2 separate regions of the Mus musculus genome follow, and region 1 is linked to region 2. The links are chromatin contacts, called in public HiChIP or PLAC-seq maps. All regions are on one chromosome and are shown on one strand. The core of a region is the stretch at or near the end of the contact, and the rest is flanking DNA. Distances in the headings are between cores, read along the strand shown.

The links. HiChIP or PLAC-seq counts read pairs in DNA pulled down with a chosen protein or histone mark.
Region 1: a contact with region 2 is called in a BATF HiChIP or PLAC-seq map of CD8 T cells, with 5 read pairs. The contact joins two enhancer-like sites. A contact is called at or near these places in 4 of 115 datasets of contacts at active chromatin or transcription factors (CD8 T cells, the HPC-7 cell line, bone marrow-derived macrophages and 1 more).

The regions. Positions count from the first base shown.
Region 1 is chr1:161,905,357-161,910,293 of GRCm38.p6, forward strand. All of the region lies in intron 2 of Gm31925 (a long non-coding RNA gene), which reads left to right. Among named protein-coding and RNA genes, the nearest start is that of Gm31925, 12 kb to the left of the region's middle. Within about 2 kb of position 1,910, at least 46 of the 459 cell types and tissues checked have an H3K27ac peak or open chromatin away from gene starts, as enhancers often do. A contact at or near this core is called in CD8 T cells and effector CD8 T cells, where this site is marked.
Region 2 is chr1:161,796,483-161,801,799 of GRCm38.p6, forward strand. No RefSeq gene overlaps it. Among named protein-coding and RNA genes, the nearest start is that of Fasl, 11 kb to the left of the region's middle. Within about 2 kb of position 2,614, at least 70 of the 459 cell types and tissues checked have an H3K27ac peak or open chromatin away from gene starts, as enhancers often do. A contact at or near this core is called in CD8 T cells and effector CD8 T cells, where this site is marked.

The DNA.
Region 1 (4,937 bases), core at 660-3,159, 110 kb after region 2:
GGCAAGAGCTAGGAGCTAAAGTATCTTGTGAGACTTTCATTTACCTTTATCAGATTCAAACGAATGAACAACAAACTCTCTCTCTCTCTCTCTCTCTCTCTCTCTCTCTCTCTCTCTCTCTCTCTGTGTGTGTGTGTGTGTGTGTGTGTGTGTGTGTGTGTGTGTGTATGTGTGAGAGGATGCAGGGCAAATTCACAAAGCTGACCCTCCTTCCACCTTTACCTGGGTTCTAATGGTTAAACACAGGTTGTCAAGCTTGCAGAGCAAGCAACTATAATCACTGAGCCATCTTGCCCAAGTACCTTTGCCAGATTTTATAATCAGTGTCTTAGATTAGTGTAACTCAAAGTCAGAAGACTTCAGTAGGTAATGAATCTGTATTGGAATGGAAATCTATTTTAATATGTAGGTATCATTTGGTTCTGTCTTTGTTGTTAAACAAATCTTTAAAAAAAAAAAACTTGATTTAATTTTAGGCATCATGAGAAACACTCTAGACACTAAAAAAGAACATAAAACCAGTCCATTTTCCCAAGGGATGAGATAATAACATGACTAAATCTATCATACTTAATTGCCTGCAAGAGATAAATACTTAGAGGTCAACAGGATGGCTCAATGTCCTTAAGCATCTGCCATCAACCTCAGTGAGATGAACTCGGTCTCTGGTGCCCCACGTGTTGGAAGAGAAGTGACTCCCACAGGTTGTCTTCTGACTGCCACACATGAACAGTGGCATTTGAGCCACTCCTACATAGAATAACTAAATAAATAAAATATAATTTAAAAGTGTTTTTAAAAGAGTTAAACAATAAGAATGGGGGCCCTCTGTACATGTTTACAAGAAAAATTGACTTTAGAAGAAACCTAAATAGAGTGAGTTCATTTCAGACCAAGTGCCCAACTTGGCTCATTACAGGGAAGTAGAATCAAAAAATGTCACTGCCTTTGATTAGGTGAATATACTGCTGCCTCTCTCTTCTTGTCTCACAAAATGCCTGAGATGAAAAATATATAACAAAAATATGAATTGAGGGCCAGGAGAGATGACTTAGGAGCTCAGAGTACTTGCTGCTCTTGTCCTTGAACCCAAGTTCAATGACCAGCACCCATATGGTAGCTCACAACGCTCCATAACTGCAGTTATAGAGGAATCCAGTACCCTCTTCTGAGTTCCAAAGGCATTGCATACATGTGGCACACTTACATATATAAAGGCAAAATACTTACACACATAAAACATAAAAATTTAAAAAATCTTTACAAAGAAATACCAGTCGAGACCCTTAAAATAAATAACACCCCCAACACACACGCACTGTGCAAGTATATGATTTTGACATTATTACTTGATAAGCTTATCATAGAAAACTCATGCTTGGAGAATCTTGCTGGTTATTTTGACATTAATTTCTGGCCAACATCTCCTTCCTTAATTTCTCTCTGTACGAACAGGTAATCGAGATACCCACCAATTCATGGAACCTCTAGTTCACTTTAAGACCGGAGTATCCTGACCTTTGATTATGTGATTATGTTAAAGCCCTGGCACAGTCTTCCTCTTTCTCTTCCTCCACTTTTCCTATTCTTAAAGAGATAGGTGACTTTCCTCTTTCCTACTCAGCGAACATCATCCACAAACAACTGTTGAAGACCTACATCTACTCAAACACTGCCGGGAGACAGCTGTTGGAAAGATTACCACCCATGCTTTTAAGGAGGACATGGGCTAATTCTTAATTCAATTCCTAACTTTTTGATGGAGACATACAAGCACACTTTAAAATATAATTGTGTCAATTTTTAAACATATGCACATAGACATTTCATACTGTAATATTACATGTGGTATGCTTTCTTCTGGTATCTTCTCTTTCATTTTCAATGATGCAGCATGTGACTCACTGCCGTCACTTCACAGTCAAGTACTGTGTCTTGACTTACGGTTTGGAAAACACTCTTGCTGAAATACGAGCAGTCATGTAAATGAGTAATTACATGACAACTGTACTTTCTATTGTTCATTGAAGTATCTATGGGACTCACATTACCTAGTTGGTGAAAGGTTTTGTGGTGGTAGAAACCATGATCTGTATCTCTCAGTATTCTTTCTCTACTCCGCACACATCCCTGGTGTAGTGTCTTGTATAGAAAATATAATGAGTAGATAATTGTTGATAACAGCCATATATTGTCATTGAATATGTTAATTGAGGGCTCTGAGAAATAGATCTTAGGGTTAGTGTGTTTAGGGAGATTTATGAGAGTCAAAGCCAGTGGGATGGGATACAGAAGAAGGTAGAGAGAGCATGCAGACTATGACTGCAGGCTTAACAACCGAGAAGGGGCAGAAGAAGAGAAAGAGAAAGAAGTGAGAAAGATCTTTGAACTGGAAGGAACACAGTTATGGTAAAGCCCCAGTCTAACTGACAGGCTGCTCTCAAGCCAGACTCTTATGGGGCAAGTACTTCACCTTACTTGGAATGCATCTGCCTTAATAGTCTCTACATGGCTCATCAGTGGCTGGGAACTGCTTGCAAGCCTGAGCATGCACATGCAAGGGAATCCTGAGAGCAGCAGTAGAGTTAAAATCTCTGTAGAGGTCTTGGTATGTGCTCAGGGCCACCACAGCATAACAGTGCTCTTCTTACAGACTAAGTTTCCTTTTAAGGTTAGAGCAAGTTGGTTAAAAATAAACAACAAGACGGATGCACCGTGTTCCTGCTTTGACCTTGTTCTGGTCCCCCACCCCCATCCCTCCTAGGCTGTAGAATCAAGTCTCCTTTGTCCTTTCTGCCCCAGGAGAAGCTTTAGGATACTATTATTCCAGTTAGTGTCCCACAGGGATGAGAAGAGGGTGAATGTTCTAGAAAATAAGTAAAGGGTGACCCATGAAAAAAACTGCTGACACCAGCAAGTGTCTGGGGAGAGTACTGTAGCTTCAATTGTAAATGCCTCACAGAGGCCTGTTTGTTAAAAGGCCTGGTCTCCAGAGTGGTAGTGATTGTGAGACATTGAAAAATGGGGTCTAATGAGAGGCCTTGAGGTCACAGAGGGATGTATCCCTGGGCAGGATAAAGGACTCCAGACCCTTCTACAACACTTTTGCTTCCTGGCAATGAGATGAGTAGTTTTGCTCTGGTGTGTGTTCTACCCCATGCTATAGTGCTTCACCAGAGACCAATAAACTACAGGACCACCGAGATAACTTTCCACACTGATTATTTCAGGCATCTGCTGTAGTAATAAAAAGCCCATTAATATAAGAGTTTGAATCTTGGGCTGAAGAGATGGCTCAGCTGTTAAGAGCACTGACTATTCTTCCGAAGGTCCTGAGTTCAAATCCCAGCAACTACGTGGTAGCTCACAACCATCCATAATGAGATCTGATGCCCTCTTCTGGTGTGTCTGAAAATAGCTGCAGTGTACTTAGATATAATAATAAATAAATCCTTTAAAGAGAGAGAGAGACAGAGACAGAGAGACAGAGAGAGACAGAGAGAGTTTGAATCTTAATATACCCACACCCAGAAACTTGTAAGTCATTCCTTATTAGTGACTCAGTTCTTCCCTTCCCCTCCCCCACACTGAAATTCACTGATGCCCATAAGGCAAATTTTGACACTTGCTAGGAGTCTCAACTCATGCTTTAATCCAAATGCCACAATCAATTAAGACAACCAGCCAACCAAACAATCTTTCTTATTTTTAACAGTCTGTGGAGCTAATGGAATAAACTGGGTACAAATTTATTCCTTGTGTTCTTTTTGTCTAACGTCTCAGGGGTAGAGTTGCCCATTGGGTCATCGCCGGAACACTCTGTGATGGGTGCTCAGGTAGAGAAGGGAGGATCCCAACCTACTGGTAACCACATACATCTCTTAATGAGATCACCGTCACTGTGCTTAGCTAAGCATAACCGCAGAGAGCTGCGGCTATGGCTGCTTGTTAGTTAGAGGAGCCCTTTTGCCTTTTGTGGCTGGATAGGTCACAGCACTACCTGGTTCAAACCTAGTTCTTTTCCCTATTCACAAGGAACTGTTCAAAGGACTGTCAGTGAGATTGATAACGTTCTGTTTGTTCAACGTTTGCCTTAGCAGGAGGCCAAAGGCTTACTCAAGTGTTCTATTAGGAATTCTCACAGCAGGCATTTGAAAGACTAGTTCAGCTACTGTGGAGAAAGATGTCTGTGGCCACCAGCTGTCTGTTGCTGTGACAAAACACCGGGGGAAATACCTGCTTTAACACGGGGATGCTTTGTTTTGTCTCATGATTTCAGGGTTTTCAGTGCATGATTACTTGGCCCAGAAGCTCTGGGCCTCAAGTGAGGTAGGGTGTCATGGTAGAAGCATATGATGAGGTCAGAGCCTGTGGTGGTTTGAATATGCTTAGCCCAGGAAGTAAAACTATTAGGAGGTGTGGTGGCCTTGTTGGAGGAAGTGTGGGTGGGCTTTGAGACCCTCCTCCTAGCTGCCTAAAGACAGTCTGTTCCTGGCTTCCTTTCAATGAAGATGTAGAATTCTCAGCTCCTCCAGCATCTGGACACTGTCATGTGTCTTGTCATGATGATAACGGACTGAACCTCTAAACCTGTAAGCTGAGCCCAATTAAATGTTGTTCTTTTTAAGAGTTGCCTTGGTCATGGTATCTCTTCACGGTAATGGAAACCCTAAAACAGAGCCCGTGTGATCTAGCTACTTCCCAAAGGCCCTACCTCTGAACACTATATTGGGGACCACACCTTCAAGACAAAAGCTGTAGGAATCACTTGAGGTCTCAACACAGCAGTCTTACAAGTAAAGAACAACTCAATCACAATGTTCTACCTGTGTTGAGACTGTTCCCCTCTCTCCAGTTCCCTAAATGCAGCAGTCTCTGGCTGCATTGTGTTCAGCCTCAGAAACACTGGCCAGTGCTAGGCTTTGCCTCGGGTCATT
Region 2 (5,317 bases), core at 1,364-3,863:
TTTTCCCGAGAGTTAAAAGTTAACATATAATTTGCTTTTGAGGCACTGAATTGTGACTTTATGTGTGCACTGTGCTTTCTGGTGACAGCTATATGGGGTTTTTTGAGAAAAATAATGGGTTTGAGGAAAATAATGAAAAGGTGTCTGATCATATATTTGATCATGGACAAGGAAGTGTGTTACCAACACAAGACTGAGGTGGACTCAGAGAAAACCTGAAAGCTGTCTCTGAGAGTAGCTTCAGAATGAGTCGCCTGTCGGCTTCCACCTGCATCCTTGCCTGAGACTCTGATTTTACGCTGATCTAATCCTCCCATTCCCCAGACCCTCAAAACGACTGAGGCTGGTCTTTGGCAAGAAAACAGTTGGACAATGGGCATCTCCATCTCCTTCCCCCAAAAAGGTGCTCGTGGGGCATGATCAGATTCCTGGGTCTCTCATGGCACAAAGTCACAGTAGTGAAGTTGGGGTCTGTGACATGCTGCTACTGCATGTCAGTCCTAAAGAGATATAATGCCCTCCCTACCCAAACAGGAACCAAAGTTCAAGGAAAATAAGCTACACTTGCCACAGTCAAACCCCATAGGAGCACCCCAAGATTCCTTCCTAGTCTCTTCCTATGTTTCCTACCCTAACCAACTCTGAGGTAACCATACAGAAGCATGGGCCCTCAAACAACAAATCGATGTGATAACATAACCCCTCCAGGCTGTGGTGATGCACAGGCTGCATACCCTTGCTCCCTCTGTCCTCAGAGCTTACCACATATTCTGTCCCTAGGCACCTCCATGAATTTGGTGGAGGCCGGCTCAAGGGGAGGCTCGAAGGCCTGACACTATTACTGATGCTATGGTGTGCTTACGGACAGGAGCTTAGTGTGAGAGGCCCAACAATCAGTTGAAAGAGTCAGATGCAGATACTTACACCCAACCAATGGACAAAAGTCAGGGACTCCTATGGTTGAATTAGGGAAAGGCTGGAGAAAGCTGAGGAGGAGGGTGATCCCATATGAAAACCAGCTGTCTCAACTAACCTGGATCCCCGAGATCTCTCAGACACTGAGCTACTGACCAGGCAGCATACACCAGCTGATATGAGGCCTCCTGACATATATACAGCAGAGGACTGCTGGGTCTGGCCTCAGTGAAAGAAGATGCACCTAATCTCTCAAGAGACTTGAGGCTCCAGGGAGTGGGAGGTCTGGTGGGATAAGGTGGGGTAGAGGCATCCTCTTGGAGACGGGGGGTCGGGGGCGGGGGGAATGGAATGAGGAGCTGTTGGAGGGCCAACCAAAAGGGGGGATATTGACTGGACTATACAAAAAGGTTAAAGAATGATAATTTTAAAAGGAAAAGAGAAAAGAAAATGCCCTTCAGAGCAATCAGATGGGTGCATTTTCTCAACCGAGGTTCCCTCTTCTCATATGACCTGGCTTGTGTCAAATTGACAAAAATCATAACACAAAACAGGCTGGCTGGCCCCAGCGTCTGTGACCCTGCCTGCCAGAAGCAGAATCCTGTTTCCCTCTCTCTGTGGAGCGTTGTTCACCTGCTCTTTGCTGAGATGGGGCCCAGCTTACTTCATCAGTCTTCCAAACACTGGTCTTCTGCCCCCGAGTCTCCTACCTGTCCGAAGTCTCTACCACCTACTGCCTGAGTTCACTGATGCAACACCCTAAGAGATGCCTTGTCACCATCTCAAGGTACCTCTGTGGCCGAATGGAGGTCAGCCTTCTGGACTTTTCTTGCCAGCATCAGAAACCCACAGGCGTTATCACTACAGAGGTGAACGTTTGCCACTTACTGTCTACATGTGGTCCATCTTCCCTGGTTGGAAACTTTTGGAACATATATTGAACCACCAGAATTTATTCCCTAGATGACTGCCAGCAGGATGAGCCAGATAAAGAATGTCATCAAAGATAAATAACTCTTGAATCCAACAATGCATTTCCTCCTTTGGCCTTGAATTTCTCACAAATCAAACACATTTGATCATAAAAATGAGGAGACCACTCTTACTTACTCTTGCCTCTCTCTCTCTTGCCCTCTTGCTTCCCCTCTCTCCCCATCCCCATTTCCCTTCTCTCCACGTGGTCATGGCTGGCCTCTAATTCTATCCCTTTCTCTGCCTTTCTCTGCCTTTCTCTGCCTCTACTATCCTCTTAACTCCCCTCTCCATGCTCTGAATAAACTCTATTCTATACCAAAATCAAACAAGCAAACAAAAATGAGGAGACCTTGGACCCCGAGCCCATCACCGCTTTGACGTATATCTACTAAGGTTTCCTTTTGCTCTGAATTAGCTCCATTATTGTGCTACACATTCTATATATATTCCTGCAACACTTCTCTACACACACCCCTCTCCTCTCTTCTCCCCCTTTCCCTCTCCCCCTTCCATCCCTGCTCATCTCCCCATCCCCTTGCACACATCTTGTGGCCTTCCCTCCTTCAAAAACTTCTAACCAACATCTTGCTCACACAGAAGGGCTGGAGAAGAACAGGAGGCAGAAAATAAAAATATGTAAGGAACAAGTTTCACTTCCCCCTAACTCAGATGATTCTCTCTGGGTTCCACCTCCACAGAGTGAAGCGGGGGCACCAGAAGGTTGGTGGGTTACTGAGGAAGTGGTCAGAGGTGGCAGCAGACATTTCCTTTCACAGAAGGCTTTGGGGGTAGAAGGTGAGTGGCATGAGAAATCTCTTCTGTAGTATACATCTTCTTTTACTTTGCAGAATTCGGTCAAGTGGACATTCATTCATTCACTCAGTCACTCGTTTGCTGTTAGAATATAATGTATCATTGTGCTAAGAGTAGGACCTACTTCTAGGCCTGGACAGTAATATCAGCTATTATAGCTTTTCCATTGTCCAGGTGATGATCTGAAATGAAACCACCTTCCCACACTGTACCTAGCACTATAGCTAGTAGCTTACTGTCCCCAACAATGAAATGTCTCAGTGAAACAGGAAAATCGTAAACATTAAACTTATTTGGTTTTTTTGTGTCTCTGGGCACAGGTCTCTTCTTCTTTACTTTCTGTCCTCCAAAATTCCAGAATTCTAGAGATATTGGCTCATTTTTAGTGAGCAGTTGTTCGGGTTACAGTTCTATTGTTGTGAAGAAATATCATGGCCAAGGCAACTCTTATAAAGAGAGCATTTATCTGAGGGCTTGCTACAATTTCAGAGGCTGAGTCCATTAGCATCACTGCAGGCCTGGCACACAGAAACACTCATGGCAGACATGGTGCTGGAGATGTAGCCAAGAGCTAGCTACATCCTAATCCATGCGCAGAGAAAGAGGAGGGAGAAAGACAGGGATAGGCAGAGACACAGAGAGAGAGAGAGGAGACAAACAGACAGACAGACTCTGAACTTGGCATGAGCTTTTGAAACCTCAATGCCTACCCCCAGTAACACACTTCCTCCAAAAAAGGCCACACCTCCTAATCCTTTCAAATACTGCCACTCCCTGGTGACTCAGCATTCAAATCTATGGCTGATGGGAGCTACCCTTATCCAACCCCCCACAGCAGTGTCATGTCACAGAGTCTACAGACTCTGATGGTTAACAGTGCCCTCAGGAACCAAGGATGGTGTTCACTGGATTATAACACACCAGGGATCTCTCTTCCTGGAAGCAAGGGATGTCTGTCATGGGTAGACTCATACTCATCTCTCAGATTCAACTAAATTTGCTTTTTTGTACATTTGTTACTGAATTCTTGTAGCATTAAGCTTTCCTGCCTATGAATATAGAGGAAGCAAGAAGGCTTGCAATCTAGATGAATACTGTTTTTTGAGGATCATCAATGACAATAACAAAATTTAGAAAAGAAATGGACTACACTGGAAAGAGAGTAGAGAGTTCAAAACAATACTATAGATGAGAAAATTGAAACTAAGGAGGGTAAGTGTATTACTCAGACAAATCTAGGCAAAGAGCCACAGAGAAGAATTCAAATCTCCAATATCCCAACATCAAGGCCACATACTGCCCACAGGAATTCCAAGAACCTTGCCTGGATGGAGATAGGCCTCAAACTACATGCAATTTTGCTTCTCTTCTGAAAATATAGGAAATAATTTTGTTCTGATAACTGGCTTTAGAAACTTACATATTTTCCTTAGTTAACAGATAGAGATTATACTTCTTAATTCTCTGGACTGAAACAGCTTTAAATGGCTTGTCCTGTTGGTGACTGCTCCCAAGAGGAACGTGCCCATCTTTTATTAGACCTGCTTCTACATGGCAGAGGGAAGGTAAGACCTAACTTTAAGAACTGGGTTCTTTTAAGGATCAGATGAAGAGAAATGAATGTTCCCAGAGAAACACTGTTAAACTCTTAGTTAAGATCTTTATTGAATGGCTGAACATGTTCATTGTAATATAAATGTTTCCTATAACCACAACCCCATCTTTGGTAACAACAGTCCAGTTTTCTTTCCTTGTGATCTAGTTGTTAATGACCCAAGATGAACTCCCACCCTACTCCAGTCACAAGTATAGGACCCACTGTGTTCCAATCATTAGGAACACTAATAATGTCAAGGACCACAAGATGGTCCATATTATGACACTACTTTGGTACCTAGAGTGAGGGTAGCCTAGAAAACAAGATGGGGTTTGTTGAAAATTCAGATGCAAAGACTCAGACTGCTTCTTCTAACCAGTTCTGTGGGAGTCTGAAGCCTGGGCAGAGATGGACAGAGAAAGACTCATGGATCTAGGGGTATCAGATTCCAATTTGAGAAATCTATTCCTCAATTTTATAAATTGTGGAAGTCATAACATTTTCTATTTTTTTCATCACAAGCCAATTTTGGGTTTGCTTCCTGTGATTTTTGAAGAGACAGAGACGGAGACAGGGAGGGAGGGAGGGAGAGAGAGGGGGGGAGGGAGAGAGAGAGAGAGAGAGAGAGAGAGAGAGAGAGAGAGAGAGAGAGAGAGAGACTCAATACATACCCACAACAAAGACACTGGGGATGCTTGAACAGAAAGGGAAGGTGACAGGATCTCTGGTAAGTGCCTCAGAAAGTTGGCTCTACTAAAATGGGGTGGTTGGTCCTGAACAGGAAACCCCAGTAGCACAGCAGAGCTCCACAGGAGGAGAGGGCTCATCTCCACTGACACCTAGCACTACATCCACTGAGTTTTAATGTGCGAGTATGAAACTCTTTTTGTTTGTTTGTTTTTGGTTTGCTTTTTGTTTTTGTTTTTGATTTTTGTTTTTTGGTTTTTCAAGACAGGGTTTCTCTGTGTAGCCTTGGCTATCCTGGAACTCACTCTGTAGACCAGGCTCACCTCGAAC